Regions from separate parts of the Mus musculus genome. Here region 2 is linked to region 1. A link is a contact called in public Hi-C data. All regions are on one chromosome and are shown on one strand. Each heading gives the region's core, a stretch centred on a gene start, on an enhancer-like site or on the middle of the called end of the contact. The rest is flanking DNA. Distances are from core to core; before and after follow the strand shown.

Region 1 (3,872 bases), core at 523-3,022:
AGCCTCCCAAGTGATGGGATTAAAGGTGTGCGCCACTACTGCCAGGCGAGCTTATACTTTTGAGGCAGGGTTACATGTAGCCTAGGCTGGTTTTGAACTCTTCCGTGGCCCAGGATGACCACGAGCTCCTGGTCCTTCCACCTTCTAAGTACAGGTATTTATTCTAAGCCTCTGACACCATTCCTAGTATACTAGGTACTAGGGACAAAACCCAGGGCCTTCTGCATGCTAGGCAAGAACTCTTATCAAGTAACTGACATTCCTGGCCTTGAACCCAGAACTTTTAAGACAACCTAAATGAAACTACTACTCCTTCGACTTAATATTTCTACAGTGTTATTATAACCTTGGCCTTCATGTGACACATGAGAAAGAGATTGTCATTTATTCTCTGAGCCCCAGCTTTCCCACTGCTCACCCTGAGACTGGAAAGGGCCCATCACTTGGATGCTGGTCTCTGGAAGTTCACATCTCTGCCCCTTCTCCCCATGTAGGTTCCTGCCTCCTTCCACAGAGCTGCAGTCAAGAGAACTCTTGGCTACCTCTCCGTGCATTCATCCACCCCTGGAAGGTTCCAGCAATGGAGGTACCCCAGGGCTTCTGTTGTAGCCACTGCTGTTAAAAACTGCCCATTTCATCTCAGAAGTCCAACATCAGCCCCCAGAACTTGTTCATTTTGAGTCACGCTCATGCCTCCATTGAATGGCAGGAAAAGAGACTGTTGGGTTTCTTCTACATCCTTTTTCCAAAATGTTGTAAAGCACACGTAACATAAACGGGGCCGTTTTAACCGCGTCTTTAGCATTCAGTTCACAAGTGCGAAGTGTATTTCCTGAACTCTTCCTTAAAGGCTCTCAAGACTTTTGGCTAGAATATTCTATCCTCCCAAGCAGGGCTGTGTTCTATCAGTCCTATTTTTCTTATTTTTGCATTTTCAACCCTTATGGAATCATTCCACTTTCTCATTTAACTTAAATACAACCGAACCCCAAAGTTCATCAGATACGAGTTACAAATGTAACCAACGGATAATTGTGGGAGTTGGGGCTCTCTGAAGAGTGTGGGGTACCTACCTACAAGCAAAGCCTCCTGCTCAGTTGGTCTGAATGCAGATTCTACTTACGAAATGCCCACCCTGCCCCTATCAAAAAATGATGAATAGTGACCGTTTACTATAGCTTAAAGGGCAATTTGCAAGTAGCTCTGGGTAGATACTATCATACCCATTTTGTAGGTGAGGAAATTAGAATTGCTAAGACTAAATAACTTGCCCGGCATATCACACATAAGATACAGTGGAGTCAGGTTTTAAAAGTGGACGAGTCCCCCTCAGTTCTCTGTTCACTGTGTTCCACTTTCTAAAGTCCCTAGAGCTCAGGTTAATGCTACTGTCTTCTAGATGAACCAACAAATACGACCTTCAAAGCTCTCCAAACAGTACGAAATGATTAAGTAAGCTTAAAGGGGGTGGGTGGGTGGGAAATTGGGGAGCAAATGAAGAGTTGAGGAGATAGGACATAGGGGTTTCTTTCTTTGAGTCAGGCAAATCTAGAAGCTGAACAGCAGGCTTCTCCACAGTCACAGAGCAAGAGCTGGAACTGGACAGGTGTCCTGGAAGTCAGTCCAGGGCTCAGCCTATGAGAGTCTACAGGGTACTCTGAGTGCACAGTTAGAGCATGAAGAATATAGACCATGCCTTACTCATCCTAGGGCTGGCAGGAAGGCTTGCATGACTGGCTGCTGAGTCCCTGGCTCAGAATACACCCAATTCATATCCTCCCGGGCAATTCTGCTGCACCATGAACATGAATACACACACATACCCACTGAAAAGTGGGTCACACCAAAGAACAGCCACTAACGGGATCAGCGTGCCCTTTGGGGGGGAACAGTCACAGGAGGATCCATCTTGAAAGAGCCTGAGTCTGTCCTCTGAGGCTATGGTTGAGGTTAGAGCTCCCTTTCAGCTGGGCAGACAAAGACCTGGTCCCCAGCACCACCCAGGAAAGGAGCAGGAGGAGCTTGCTCTCTCGGGTGACCTCAGTCATGGCGCGGAGGAGAGGTGAAAAGGAAGGGAGGTGATGGGAGAGAGGCTGGGCATGAGCTGTCGGAGGCGAAGCAGTTGGATCCAGCAGGCTGACAGCTGTCACATGGAAATGGCATCTGGCCTAACGGCCTCTCGTGTGACGTTCCTTCGAGTGGCGGCTGTTGTGCTCTGGTAATCCAGTACCCACTTTTAGGGCTGGTTGCTGAGTGTGTGTGTGTGTGTGTGTGTGTGTGTGTGTGTGTGTGTGTGTGTGTGTACATGTGAGCATGCATGCATGCATGCATGCATGCAAGTGGGCTCTGGAGGAGGGGAGTGGCAGGCAGGCTACTCAATGTTCCTTCCTCTCTGTCTCTAACCTCTCCCTATCAGGCCTCACCTACCGTGAAAAAGGCCCAAACCTGCCAGCTCCAGAGGAGAGAGGCCGTCATTAGGGGAGCGTTGATGTGCCGTAACAGACTCTTGCATTCCCATTAAACAAATACTAAACTGCTAATTGCCAAAATGGATCTGCACGACTCTGACCGAACAGGGGAAGGGTTTATAATTACCAAGTGTGAAAATGCACAGCCTGTAAATAAGAACCTCATCTGTCCTAATACAGGCTGATATTGATGGGCATGAAATAAACATCAGGACCAAATGGAAAACTCATCCACATCTCCTGTGGCCAATGCAATCTCAGCCGGTGACAAGCGTGGCTGCAGCTATCCACTTGGGGAAGGGAAAAGGGGGGAGGAGCGGCGTTTCTCAGGCTGGAGAAGTCCAGGTTCCAATCTGCAGTGCCAATCCCTCGGGCCATGTGCCACTTCTTTCTGCCTGCAGAACAGGGAGGAAAGCTACACGGCTCGATGGTGGGACCAGGGCCTGTCTGCATCGGAAAGGGACTTCTATGCGCGGAAGCCTCCCACTAGTCTGCACAGGACAGGAAGAGGCAGATGAGGAAACAGGGAGATGACAGCTTAGCCAAGGTGGCCAAATTCGTCACTAAACCAGTGTTTATTGAGGTTCCTCTGTCTGCCCAATACGAAGTTAGCTGAGGAGCATAAATGGAAGGAACTAGGGGCCAGGATGACTCTGAGATCTCGGGATCTCTCAGTGCCTTCCTTTCTGTGGGCTGGATGGAAGGCAGGCTCCCGCATTAGAATTTAACAGCCATGCACTTGCCTTGATTACAGGGAGCAAAGGAGAATATTGCCAGAGGCTCTAAGAGGGCCTCCTGACACTCTACCAGCTTGCTATTCTGATAAATTCAGCTAGATCTTGGGAGGAGTGTATACCTGAGAGATGGGAGGAACCTTCATCACTTTATATAGTCTTAGGGGTCACAGAGGTGACCCAGGGGTTGGACTCCACTCCAGTGTGATCATCCTCTCTCCTAGGAACATCTGCATCCTTCCCTGCTCTCAAGAGTCAGAGCACTTCTCCCCTCCTCCCGGGATGAGCTGCTAGGTCTGACCTCAGCAGTAGAAGCACTTAAATGCCCAAAATAGAAACTTCCTCTGCGCTGCAGCCCAGTTTTTGGCAGGAGGCAGAATTCTGTGAACTGTGTGGCTCCAGGTACCTGAGCGACTGCTCATCCCCAAATCCTCTATGGGTCTTAATGGAACTTGGCTCTAGCTTCCTGTCCCTTGGGCTACCTAACAGCCAATCACCCTGGCATCTAGCCCCAAAGTCACCTCGGAGTCCCGGGTCAACAATCCCATGGTTTACTCAGTTCTAATGCTGTCCCCTTGTCTAAAATAAGCAAAATGAAGGCAGTGCTGAATGTCTATCTTTAAAGACATTCTACATCATCACTTTAAAATTCCCCAAACATCTTCAAATA
Region 2 (3,750 bases), core at 1,064-3,563, 160 kb after region 1:
TCTCTGGTCCTCCCTTGACCCGCTTACTCTTCTTTAAAGCTCCAGCCTGGCACCCCAGATAAATCATACCAGTCAGAAATGGAAGCAACTGAATTGTAGATAAAGGAAGCTCATGGCAAAGGAGCCAGAAGGAAAGAGGAGAGCCAAGATAGGCATGGATCCCTCTCCCACCCTCAGTAGCTCTTGGAGGTGAAGGCAGAGAGAGGGAAGGCAGTCAGTCACCCCACAAACTGCTAGGTTCACACCATCTACTGCATTAAGACTCAGTTCTGTACCCAGATTCCCAAGCTGTGAATAGAAGGCTCACGCAGCACACAGTCCTGTGGAGAGATCTCCAGGAAGCTGGCTGAGGGAGGCACTGGAATCGTGCCAACCAGACCCCCAAGGCAGAGCCAGACCATGAGTTATGCAGCCTTCAGGGTCTCTAAGCAACGAAGGTATAACAACTCTGCACAGGATCCGCCAGGCTACTTGCCCTTTATTTATGCACCCCAGACACCTGGACAGAAATATGGGCATAAAACGACCATTTGCCCCATATTTCACTGCCAGTGAACCTCAGAGACACATCCTCCCAGTAGGCCTGCCCACAGGCTCCTGTTTACTGAGAGACGCCTCCAGCAGAGCCTGCTTGGTACCCAACCTTGCAAGCAGCAGGCTGTATAGCCCTTGTGAACAGGTTCCCCAGTCCCCAACAGGTGGGCAAGCCATCCCCACTTGTTTAGGGAACAAAATGTAGCCAGACAACAAGACTGGACGTCTGGGTCCCTAGCTGCGAACCTTCTTCAAGAATCACAATTTGAAAAAAAAAAAAAAAAAAAAAGAATCACAATTTGAGCCTTGGATTTGGATGGTCATTTTTTTCCCTTCAGACACTCTCCTGTCTTCAGCCATTCCTCCTATGCTTCCTTCTTGAACACCATAGGCAGAGGGTGCCACGGGTACTGTGAACACACCAGACAAGGGCAGAGGCTAAGAGGATCAAAATAAAGCTGTTTACAGGTCCCCACCTGTCAGTTCACACATCCAGACTCGAGAGTGGGGAGTCAGGCCACAACCACCCCTCACTTCACCTCACTCAGAACAGGGCCTCTCTTGTTTTTCCTTCTAGAGAATTCCAGAGACAGACAGCTTCAAGATACCTACTGTTCTTCAGAAATAATTTCTCCCTTATGACCCCAAGCCCTGGTTAACGTCTGGCCTTAGCACAGCTCCTTGCTTAGTGCTTGCCCTCCAATCCCGGTCCTCAGGGATCCCAGGCCAACCTTGTCTCTTTTACCGTCACAGCCGAAGCCATCTCTGACACGCCCAACTCTCAGCCATCCAACAGCCCTGCACTTACACATGCATCAGCTTTCGTGACATACACACAAACTCCTCCCAAAGATCTTCCAAAGACGGTGATGTCCTGAGCACATACGCTGGAGCCGATTCCTAAGGAGTAACTGTGAGAAGTCTGTTGGGGACGCCAATATGGAAGTAACAGAGCCTGCGTCTTCAACAAAAATAATGGAGCCTACAGCTTGTGGAACATCCTTACAGATATTCATTATCTCACTAATCCTCACAATCGTAAAGCCAGCCCCACCCCACATTATAGAAAAGAAGTCCCAAATTTAAATAATGCATCCAAGTGGCACAGAACTGGGAGTCAAACCCAGGTCTTGTGGCAGTAAGCTGCATCCCTCTCTATGCTCTCTTGTGCGATACAGAATTAAATCACAGCACATCCTGTCCTTGGCAGGGAGGTGCATTTAAACTCTATATTTCACATTTAGATGATGGGATGTTATACAGCGATTAAAAGCCATGTTGTTACCAACCACCTAGTGACACATGGAAATTATTACAAAGTACCGTTAAATGAAGAAGCTGAACACACACACACACCACAGTGTAAATACAAGTCTGGGGTTTTTCCCCCCAGTTCTGTTTTTAAATGTGTATATATATATATATATATATATATATATATATATATATATACATACACACACACACATACACACACACATATGAATACACAAAACTGCTAAGATACCGAAAACATTAATTTTTTAGCATTTTTTTAAAATGTTTTTGAATCATCTATCAGGAGCAGCCATGCCTTCTCTAATTTAGAAAAGCATATTAATAATCCTTTACTTCAGAAAAGAAAGAGCCACTGTTCTGGCTTGGCCGCAGACCAACTCATGCCACAGAGTGGGGGGCCCCCCAACCCAAGTTGCCTGGCCGGGGACTCTAGGCCACAGTGCCAGCAGCAGCAGCTTGTTGCCAAGGTGGTAAACACAACAATGACAGCCGCCAGGGATCCTCACAGTCCCTGAGCCCCATGGCTAACAAGCAACAGAGAAACCAGGCCTTCCCGAAGGAGCAGTCTGACCTCAGGGATGCCCAGCCATGAGGGATGAGGCTGAGAAAGAAACTCAAGAGCACTCCTGTCCATCAGAAGATTGGAGGGAAACACTGACCCAAAAAGGGTTCCTGGGGTCAACTCCAAGACCACAGTTTTAGAAGAGACAATCACCCGCTATGAATATCTAGAAGAAACCCAGGACTAGACAGTTTTACCAGGGACAGGGTCCTAGTCCCAGTATCTGGTAACTTCAGGTAAGTTAACCAGTCTCTCTGAGCCTGGCATCCTTCACCGGGCAGTCTGTAATGTCAAGCCTAGAAAACAGTTTTAAGAGCTGGAGGGAGAGGTAGTTGCTAAGCTCTGGAGACAATAGCTGGGACACTGTGAGGATTGTCTGCCTTGACTCTGTGGAGGGCTCCAGAAGCAGATCCTCTAATACGGCCACACCCTCCGCTGACAGAAGCCCAGGACTTAGCTTGACCCCCATCTCATGAGTGCCCCTGAACCAGAACCATCCAGCCTAGAAGCCCATTCCACAGGCCCGCATGAGGCAAAAAGTGTACACCAGTTAAAGTTACCAAACTCCAGACTCTTTGTTACACAACAATAGCTAACCAACACACATTCTGACTCCTGGCACTGAGGAGTTCAATAATAGATAGATCCTATAATGCTCCCTCAATGTTCTGGACATTAACACTACCAGAAGGCCCAACGTTCATTTGCCATTCTTAGACAAGTCACTGTATCAAATACTTATATTAATTAAATGCGCCCAGACTTTACAAATATTAAAACAGAAACAATGATACATAATGATGTCCTGTGTATCTGAAAAAGCTAGGAAGGGTGATTTTGAATACTTCCATCAAAGGGAATGATAAATATGAAATGTAGATATATTTACACTAATATGAATGTTTTATATGTATACATTTATGAAAACATCTTGCTCTTGTAGAAATATATTTTAATGTATCTTCTTTAAATGGATTTAAATATTTTTCTTCCTCTTTTTTTCCAGGGTTTTTTTTTTTTTGGTTTTGTTTGTTTGTTTTTGCTTTTTGTCATTTGTTATTTGTTTCTTATAATGGGTTTCACATACCCTCTTGCCTCTAACTCCCGGGCTGCTGGGATTATAGACATGAGCCACTACTCCCAGCTTTTTTTATTTAAAGGTATATATACGGACAAGAATGATGCCTCAGAGCCTCAAGCTCCACAAAGCTGAGGATGGATTGGTCACGAAGCTGAGAGCTCAGGAGGCAGTCACTCAGAGCTTCACTCACAGTGAACCACAGAAGAAAACTCAATGGGGCCCAGGCTGCTCTGGGGATCCTGCGGTATTCCTGCAGAGAGCCAGCTGGTGGAAAGGAGGGCTCGATTCTGTAGGG

What was found. A called contact is a pair of places that touch in the nucleus more often than the background predicts.
Region 2: a contact with region 1 is called in a Hi-C map of muscle stem cells, with 2.1 times the contacts expected there. The contact joins two enhancer-like sites. A contact is called at or near these places in 3 of 484 Hi-C or Micro-C datasets (cranial neural crest, embryonic stem cells and muscle stem cells) and 2 of 115 datasets of contacts at active chromatin or transcription factors (embryonic stem cells and pancreatic cancer cells).

The regions. Positions count from the first base shown.
Region 1 is chr11:88,486,654-88,490,525 of GRCm38.p6, forward strand. The region is part of intron 6 of Msi2 (musashi RNA-binding protein 2); the gene reads right to left. Among named protein-coding and RNA genes, the nearest start is that of 0610039H22Rik, 130 kb to the right of the region's middle. Within about 2 kb of position 1,773, at least 16 of the 459 cell types and tissues checked have an H3K27ac peak or open chromatin away from gene starts, as enhancers often do. A contact at or near this core is called in muscle stem cells, where this site is marked.
Region 2 is chr11:88,648,223-88,651,972 of GRCm38.p6, forward strand. The region is part of intron 5 of Msi2 (musashi RNA-binding protein 2); the gene reads right to left. Among named protein-coding and RNA genes, the nearest start is that of 0610039H22Rik, 31 kb to the left of the region's middle. Within about 2 kb of position 2,314, at least 32 of the 459 cell types and tissues checked have an H3K27ac peak or open chromatin away from gene starts, as enhancers often do. A contact at or near this core is called in muscle stem cells, where this site is marked.